3 separate regions of the Rattus norvegicus genome follow, and regions 1 and 3 are each linked to region 2. A link is a contact called in public Hi-C data. All regions are on one chromosome and are shown on one strand. Each heading gives the region's core, a stretch centred on a gene start, on an enhancer-like site or on the middle of the called end of the contact. The rest is flanking DNA. Distances are from core to core; before and after follow the strand shown.

Region 1 (3,016 bases), core at 442-2,941, 440 kb before region 2:
TGCCATGATCTAATCTCCATGATCACTGGATTCTTGGTCTGCCTTGGGGAACATAACTGAGAAGACATATTTCATTCGCCTGAGAAATATATCCCACTTCTTAGTTTCTAGCATATGACATTCATATTACCTTGTGTACATTGATAATTGCTGTCTCTATTCCTGTCTATATGTAGATTTTTATTTTTGTGCCATGTATGAGTGAGTCTTTTATATTTTAAAATTATAAAGACTTTTGTGTGATATAAACAGCCTAATCTTTCCTAGTAGAGTTTTAAAAATGCTGTTTTCAGACTGCTGTCAAACGTGGAACTTACAGAAATCTCTCTTTACATTCCAGATCTAAGCAAGATAATAGGCGCGCGTGCGCGAGCGCGCGCGCGCGCACACACACACACACACACACACACACACACACACACACACACACCCCAAACTCACTAGGGATGTTTCCTGTCGACACCTGTCATTCAGACACAACCTTTCCTCCAGAATCCATTTTTTCCCCCTGACTTTGGCTATGTCCTGTTTTGTAGAGGGAAGGGAACATAATATTTTGGTAGGATTATATCTTTAAAGATGGAGAATTACATCCATTAAAAAAAATAAACAACTTAGCAAAAAAAAAAAATTGGCAAAATCAGAAAATGCTTGCAAGAGGATTTGGGATGTTCTAGAGAATTACAAAGATAAATGATTTCAGGTAAAGACCAAGAGTCTCTAATTTGTGAGGGGAATAAAGAGTCAGAGGCAAGAGAGAGATGGATAGACAGCCCTTGTTGGAGGGAAAAGAGAAAATGATTAAAAGTTTTTAAATGTATTCTGAAAAAAAATAAAAATAATTAAAATGTGTTCTGAATAAAATCTGTACTCTCCCCCCTCGAGCCTTAGGTACTGGACTCCTTCCCTGTTATTGTCTCCTCAGTGGCGAGCCCCTGTTTGATAGTGGTTGTGTTGAGTACACAGCAAAGCTGCAAACCATCTCTCATTAGTTCTTTCTTTGTACTTATGCCTAACCCTCTCCCTCTGGAGAAATGCCAGTTTGCCACTAAATTTAAATAAATAAGAACATGTCTCATCAATAGGGGTGGCAAATCTAGCCCCTCTTTAGAGCACTGAGCAATTTATGACCATATGTTAAATACCATAAAACAGCTTTAAAGATTTGGGCCCTGGCCATTGCCAGATTGCACCGTAGGAGTACGGCAGCGCTGCAAGGGACTGGGAATGTTTCCTCCGGCCCTTGCAGGCCTCAGCAACTCACTGATGTCACAGCCAAAGGGGCCTGTTTTCAAACATTCCCTTTATAAAGGTGAAATCCCACAAGATCCCATTTGGCATTTGGGTAGCGAGAAAGCAAGACTTCTTTTTAACTCTTAAGGGTCAGAATTAGTAAGACAGTGTTGTGTGGGAGAGCAAGTAGCTTGGCAGTGGTGAGTGTAGGAGGCAAGTCGGGAGTTGGTAGGAGACGTCCTTCTCATTCTTGTTCTTGGAGCGTGAACTGGGCTTTTATATGGTACCAGGCAACCAAATACCGCATTTCTCACTCATTTTCTTCTTGCCAGCTTCCATGGAATTAATATTAATGTTACAACAATTTAAAAATTTCATACTAAAGAGCTGCCAGCTGTAAGGATTCCTTTTCTTCCAGGAGTATGACTCATTATTTGGTGAACTCCAAATATTAGCTTTTCTTTTTACCATCATCACTGCCTGTGACTCACACATGGCATATCGTGGGCTCGTGGTTGAGAGCATGTAGGAGTGTGCCAGCACATGTGCTTTTTGGTCAGGTGGTTCTGGATGGTCTCAGATGAGAACACTGGAAGCAGGGACAGGCCCACCAAGTGCAAGTAGGCATGGCAAGGCTCTGGGTCGCACTTCACTGACACATCTCCTGGAAAGAGAAAGATGATGAGATTTGGCTGTCAAAGGTCCAGGATCCCCAGCCTTCTTGAATGTGTATGTGCCAGCCCTAGGACTGAAATCTGTCCTGCCCGTATAGACCGTTCTGTTTGGTCTTCCTTTGTAGCTCCTCTCCTGTACATTTGAGGCAGTCACACACTTCTCTAGGAAGTGCAGTTGGGAAGCTCCTGTTAAATTCTTCCTAAGGCAGGAAACACACTATTGTTTCTTGTTGTTGCTTTCTTCCTTTGAAAGAACAAATTATTTCATACTTTGGCAATTTATAAAGGCTCCGGGTAGTAGTTTGAAAAAACCATACTGCTGGTCTAAGGCAAAAATGCAGTGATCTTTCCTGACACCTTTAAGTCTGGGCTTGTTTTCCCATGACACGTATGCTGCAGGAGGGCAGCTGTGGAAGAGTGGAAGTCCTTTCCCCTACTGCACATGAAGTCTTTAGAGGGACAACAGGATTTTGCTTTGAGCCTTTGATTTTAAGCTTCAGTCTAATTAATTAGGCTATAGCTGCCCACTTAATTCTTCTCTGTTTCTCTCAGGACCTTTCTGTTCCTGTTACAGGCATCTGTTAAGTCTTTTTACCTGAGTGGGTTTCTTGAATATTTGCATCATAGTTTTCAAACTATGTAGAACACAGAAGCAGTTAAAATGCCCTCTTCATTCTTTAATATGAGAAAAATGTCACTTTAGTCATTTCTCAGTATCTTGCCACAGTGGATGGAAATTAGAATAGGGAACATTTGGCTTTCTGTGAGTTGAAAGCTAGATTTTTGGCAACTGATTTCTTTCTGTAGACTAGTAATTATTCTTAGCTCAGTCCACCAAAGAGAAGAACCTGTTTAATAAAGGGGACCAGCTCATTATTGAGTTCCGTTATAGTATTTAACATAGCATCCTTGGCTATGTGTCATGGCACAGGCCCTTCGTACTCCAAGCCTCTCTTTTCATTTCTGAGAAGCCTGCCTTCAGCAAGGTCCAGTCGTAGTATGTGAAGTGTAACTGTGCTCTTGTATCATAGCTCCTAACACAAATGAAGGGAAGGGAAGGGAATAGGGAAAAGGGAAAAAGGGGGGAAAAGAGGGGAAAAGAGAGAAAA
Region 2 (2,969 bases), core at 53-2,552:
GTGTGTGTGTGTGTGTGTGTATGTGTGTGTTGCAGAAAATGGATTAGCACCACTTCTAGTTGGACATGGCCCATGCCTGTAATAATCCCAGTGCTGGTTGACCAGATGGCTCAGCCTAAAATGGCAGTTACCATGAAGCTTGACCACCTGAATCTGACCAAGAGACCCACAGGGTAGGAGGAGAGAACCAGCTCCTACAAGTTGTCCCCTTCTGACCTGCACCCGTAGCTGCACCCCTATAACAAAGTAGAGAACGCACGCCTGTTTGTCCAGCATACACAGAGACAAATAAATACATGTAATTAAAAAAAAATCCCCAGTGCTTGGGAACCCAAGGCAGGAGGATTGCCATGAGCTACATAGTGATTCTTTTTATGTAGCTTCTACAGCTGGAAAAATACTAAAATACTACGATTCTGAATAAACCAAGACAGGTCCATCTATCCTAAGATGTCTCTTGGCAGGTTCTTGTGGGGACTTCCAGCAGTATGGCCAACCCCACCTTCCCGATTCATTTCCTGGTCTGTGTCCTCGAGGAGCAGTGAGATCTGGCAGTTGGGACACCATCTCCCTCCTCATCCCCCATGCCTGTCACCAACCCTGGCACATAGTTGATGCCTTGTAGGTAGCACTATGGAGTTGATCCTCAAACTGGGACACCACAAGAGGGAAGAGGGTGTTATTAATAGTTGTGCCATCTGGAACCATATTGGACAAACAGGTGTCTGTCTGTTCTCTACCTTATGCATAGGTGTCTGTCCATCTGAACGAGGCTCTGTCTGACACTGAGGTGACTTCTGTCATACAGCTGCCTGCTTCTTTGCCAAAAATATTCATCTCGGTGCCAGGAACGGAGCCACAGGCTTCTTGTTCTTTAGAGCACGAGCTCACGCCAGCCTAAGGAAGGAGACACTCTTGTTAAGAGAGTCAACTGCGCTTAGAGGGGTTAATAATGCGCCTGAGGTCACACAGAAATAACAGAAATACAGCTGCATCCAATTCCATCTAAGTCAGAGTGTTCTAAGCCTACTGTGGAGCCCAAGGTGGGTCTGACAGGAGGCTGGCCAGGCTGGATGGACTGGGACTAGTGTCTCCCTTCCCTCCTGGACTCTCATGCCTAGTTGGGTTCTCTCTTCAGGGCAGATGGAAGAGGTGGACCCAGTTGGGTTGCAGCAGGCCTGAACTGGAGCTCTGTCAGGAAGCTGGCTGGGCACTTCCTCAGCTGGTCTCCACCTACCCTCCCGCAGGACCTGGGCCCTGCCAGAGACAAGCCAGACAAACACAGCTCACTGGTGCCCTCTGGTGTCTGACTCTTTTGGCCCCGTTGCTCCTCTAGGGAACATCACACTGTGTTCTCTCTGAGCAGGGCCCATGAGAGGGTCACCCAATGTAGAATCAGATTAGGACACCGAGCATGTCAGTAATGACTCTGGGATGGCAGACACAAGATGGGACTATTCCAGGCTGGGTAAGTCATGTGGTCATTCTATCTAAGCTTAGAACCATCTCGCTGTAACCTCCAGAACCCTCTCAGGAAACAGCCTGGTGAAGACACCAAGATAACATGTAAGTGCTTAGCAGGAAAGAGTAAGGAGTCATTGGCTAATGTGGTCAATGATTGACTATTAGTCTCTCTTAGGAGCAGTCGGCAATCTGGTGTTGCTCTGGGAGCCCATTTCCAGGGGTTCAGACAGGATAAGGTGCACCCAGAGCTGTCAATGAAGCAGGAACGAGGGGTCTGGTCTTTACATGGGCTGGGAGGGTGCTTCTGGGGCTCAGTCATGTGGCGTGAACAGCAAACTCAGCATTCTGGCCTGTGAATGGTCCAGATATCCCTCCTCTGGCAATTTAGGACCTTGCCAGGGCAGGGAGTAGACAAGGGAAAGCTCACTGTCGCTGAGACAAGACCATTTTGGTGTCAGCCTTTGAAGTGGTCCTCCTGTCCACTAGCCGTGTCCTGATGCTAACTGAGGTGACCTTTTCCCTGCTGAGTGTCCAGCAGGTGTGGGCGAGCATCCTTCCATGCCTCTGTTGCACACTCCGCCCTCCATTTCCTCCTCGAAGCCTCCATCCCCATCAACCTCTGGCTTCTGGCAGGATCAGGGATCTCTGATGGGAATTGGTCCAGGATGACCAGCAGCTGTGATACCCCTAAAACCAAGTGAGGTCTGGTACAGGTACAGGGCCTTGAGGTCCACCCTGTGAAGCTGCCAATCACAGGGAAGGTGCTAGTGACCAGAGCCAGGGTAGAGGGACCACCTCAGACAGTGAGCAGAGTATGAAGGTGCCTCAGGAAGAGGAAACAGGAAATGGCAGGACAGAACTCAGAAGGCCCCCATATGGATCTCAGAAGGCAGAGGTGGGAGTTGGGGAATGATAGAAATAGATTACCATGGGCTTCCAGGGGTAGGGGAGGGCAGAGTCTGTGTGGCTTGAACATTGTGTGTATGTAGGTTTGATCCAGAGGCTTGTAAGTGACTTTAGCAAAGACAAGAGGGGGACAGACACCATTTAGAAAGAATTCTTGCAGCCTAGGGGAGATGGCTCAAGCCTGGTGCCTTGTCCAAGAGAGAGGAGAAAGCTTCGGGTTGGTTTTGTGTTCCTCAAACCTGTTTGCCCACGTCTTTGGCATCTGTGCCCCGTGAGGAACCTGCAAGGAGCTAGGCATGTCTGGGCCTGAGAGTGGCAGTCATATATGAGGCCATGCACTTCCTGCAGATGCTCCCCTGCTGGGGTCACCAGGGGCCCCTTTCGAGGACCTTCTTCCTGGTCTTTGCTCACCAGAGCAGCCCAGAACCTCACACCATAGCAGGTGGCTCTGTTTTCTTCCTGCCCACCTGCCCCTTCCTCAGTGCCTTGGCTCGACACGAGTCTTCCTGCCCACACTCACTCTCACACTCATCCTTGAGCTTTGCATAGCCAGCCTCACACAAGTGCCTGTAAGCATTGAGTCTGGAGAGAGAGCTTGG
Region 3 (3,113 bases), core at 290-2,789, 320 kb before region 2:
TTAGAAGGCAAACTCTGTGTTTTCACATGGGCCTCTTTTGAAGAAGACAGAATTATGTTACTTTGATTGCTAGTATATGTAATTAAAGTTATTTTATATGGCTTGTTAGTTAGAAATCAGTTACAAATTTTGCCTCATAGTTAATGATTATAGATATATTTCTGTATATTTGACATTTATTATTTTACATAGTGAATTCTTAAACTGTATGGATCATTATTTTAGAAATCTTTTGTCCCCAAAACCTCCCAGGGTAGGGGAAATAAGAAAAATCCGTATATAAAATGCATAATATTTTGTAAATTCACATTTGGGGGTTAGATTTTTCTAAGTAGTTAAATTGAGTGTCCCTTAGCACATTTGGTTAAGAAGTGTTTCAGACCCCCCAGTCTTGTCTTTAATTCCAGAGCAGTCTTTAAATCAAGCAGTTATAATCTCTAAAGGTTCAGCCTTAAAATTTTACAATGCTTTAAAAATAATGGTACTGGGGGCTGGAGCCATGGCTCGGTGATGGAGAGTGCTGGCTGCCCTTCCACCATTTGATTGACTCCCAGCAACTGTTTGTAATACCATTTTCAGGGACCTGATATTCTCTGTGGTTGCATAGACATATATGCTGGCAAAACACCATACACATAAAATAAGTTAAAAATAATATAAACAAAAATAATGGCATCACCCAACAGTTAGGCAGAAGGAATTAAGGACCTTTGTGTCCCTAAATGATAATAACATCAGGTAAACTCTTCCTGAAGTGGGAAACACCACAGGCTCTTGCCTTAAGAAGGAAAGGTCTCAGAGATAACGAGACAGATAAAAAGTCCCACCTTCGATGAAGTGCCCGTCACATGATGACTTTTGTGGTGATGGTTGTCGAACAGCATGCAGATTCACTGAAGGTCATGTTGTAAGAAAGCAATTTGTGCTGTAGGTTGGCAGTGCTCTGTGGACCACACTGTTAAGGGCGTGGTTCAAATATTTGGAAGAGAAAATAAAACTTTTTTAAACCAATGAAAATTACCTTCCAATTCTCATTTTAAGCAGCCATCTGCAAGCATAATAATTTTATTATTTCCATGAACTCCCTGTTTGATTATCCAGTGACCTGATCAGTAAACATTTGTCAGGCTTTGCCTTCCCTGGAGTATAAGCTTAGAGTGTATAAGGCATTTCCCCTCTTTTAAGCAGTGTTCAGTTAGGAAAGTGTTGTGTTAATATTGTGAGCACAATTGTCTGAGAACATGAAGAACCTTCATCTGGATCTTTTATAACCATAAAAGGCAATGTGTCATGCTTTCCTGTTTTGCATGGATGAGGAGGGAGTTAAAAACACCAAAAGAATTTTTATTGCATAGAAATATTTCCTCCCTTGCAGTTGGTGAAGCAGTACTGAGCCTGTGAGGTAGCACTCCTATAGCAGGGGACAGGAGGAGAGAAATGTAGTCTCACAGGCGCCTCACAGAGCTCCTGCCTCTGCGGTCTCTCTTGCATGGCAGTGTCAGCCTGGGCAGAGTATCTGCTGCTCTTCTCCTCATAGCCACTGGGACAGGCAGGGAAAACAGAGGTCCTTTTCTACTGCAAGAGGAACTTCTGTGTCTGTGACTTGTACAGAGAGGCCAGAGTCACACTCATTCGATTCCTGATCCCTGGAGGAGCCTAGACAAGTGCCTTCCATATGGAGAAGGTTCTTTTGGAAAAAAAAATTGCTCACCACTGCAGATTGTCATAGTGTATTTAGAGCTGCTATAACATTGGAGACCATTACCACCATATAAAATTAATAGACCTGATCTATCAGTTGAGGACTAGCTAAGCGGTCATCACATCTCAACATACCTTAGACACCTGCCTTCCCATTAGCCTACTCTCTTACAGTTTTTGATGCTGGCCTGTAACCCTTTTGTTACTGATTCTCTTTTTTTTCAGCCCTAATAGAATGTAGGCAGCCTGGTGTGGTGATATCCCCAGGACCCTAGCACATGGGGAAGGGAGGCAGGAGAATCGGGAATTGAAATCCAGTCTGGACTACTTGAAACTCCCTCTCTGTCTCTGTCTCTGTCTCTGTCTGTGTCTCTGTGTCTGTCTGTCTGTCTCTCTCTCTTTCCCTCCCTCTCTCTCCTTCCCTCTCTCTCTCTCTCCCCCTCTTTCTCTCTCTCGTGTGTGTGTGTGTGTGTGTGTGTTTGTGTGCACGCACGTGCGCATGTGTCTGTCTGTATGTATGTATACATGTATGTATGTATGTATGTATGTATGTATGTATGTATGTATGTATGCATGCTTAAGTTAAACAGAACTTTTCATCCAAACTGAGAGACATCCATGATTTCTTTAGTCAGTTTCAGATCTATTATCTCTCAGAAGACCAAGACCAATTTATAGTCTGGATATAGAAATATCCTAGCAACCTGAACAGCATAGGGATTTTTTTTCAGATATTCCTAAATTGTTTTCATTTATAATGTTAATTGTAACAAAACTGAGCCAACCTGAAATTGTTTATATTCATTAAAGGTAAGGAAACATTGAAACAAAATAACAGAAGCCCAAGAGTTCTTGATGTGATCTTGCATATTGCTGTGGGGTGGGGGGAAGAAAACGGGCCATTCACCCAGTTGTCAGTAACTCAAAAGTCAAGAATACTTGTGTTTTTAGCATGTCGTATTTCTCACCTAGAAGTTACAAGGGTAGCATTTCTAGGAAGACACATTTGCATTCTTATCATGATGCAAGGAAATGTGGGGTGGCTGTTCTCTGATGTGGTTGAAATTGACATCACATAACTTTAAGTGATTAATGGTTTTTATTAAAAGCAGACACGGTAGAAGAGGGAATGCTTGATGTCATCTGAGTTCTGTTAGTGGCTGAGAACAGGAAAGATCGCAGGGTAAGCTCTAGTTCCAGTGCCAGCTTTGCCCCTGACCTAGACCTTGGGCAAGTTGCTTGTTTCTGTCACTATATCTGATTTGGAAAGAATGTAATTCCTAGGTCATAATGTATCTTTGAGGAAGAAAGATGATAAATCTTGAGATGATAATAGTGGATGCACTTTCTCTTTCTGGTTGTTGTTGTTGTTGTTTTACATTTTAGAATAAAGGCATTTAGGGTACTTTGTT

The links. Hi-C and Micro-C count contacts between places; a contact is called where the count stands out from the background.
Region 1: a Hi-C map of the A7r5 cell line shows a contact between it and region 2, with 2.5 times the contacts expected there. The contact joins two enhancer-like sites. A contact is called at or near these places in 2 of 12 Hi-C or Micro-C datasets (the A7r5 cell line and the Rat2 cell line).
Region 3: a Hi-C map of the A7r5 cell line shows a contact between it and region 2, with 4 times the contacts expected there. The contact joins two enhancer-like sites. A contact is called at or near these places in 4 of 12 Hi-C or Micro-C datasets (the A7r5 cell line, the Rat2 cell line, hepatocytes and 1 more).

The regions. Positions count from the first base shown.
Region 1 is chr6:30,412,831-30,415,846 of GRCr8, reverse strand. The region is part of intron 3 of Babam2 (BRISC and BRCA1 A complex member 2); the gene reads left to right. Among named protein-coding and RNA genes, the nearest start is that of Babam2, 53 kb to the left of the region's middle. Within about 2 kb of position 1,691, at least 21 of the 93 cell types and tissues checked have an H3K27ac peak or open chromatin away from gene starts, as enhancers often do. A contact at or near this core is called in the A7r5 cell line, where this site is marked.
Region 2 is chr6:29,975,509-29,978,477 of GRCr8, reverse strand. It overlaps the pseudogene Pym1-ps2. Among named protein-coding and RNA genes, the nearest start is that of Plb1, 47 kb to the right of the region's middle. Within about 2 kb of position 1,302, at least 8 of the 93 cell types and tissues checked have an H3K27ac peak or open chromatin away from gene starts, as enhancers often do. A contact at or near this core is called in the A7r5 cell line, where this site is marked.
Region 3 is chr6:30,293,632-30,296,744 of GRCr8, reverse strand. The region is part of intron 6 of Babam2 (BRISC and BRCA1 A complex member 2); the gene reads left to right. Among named protein-coding and RNA genes, the nearest start is that of Babam2, 170 kb to the left of the region's middle. Within about 2 kb of position 1,539, at least 6 of the 93 cell types and tissues checked have an H3K27ac peak or open chromatin away from gene starts, as enhancers often do. A contact at or near this core is called in the A7r5 cell line, where this site is marked.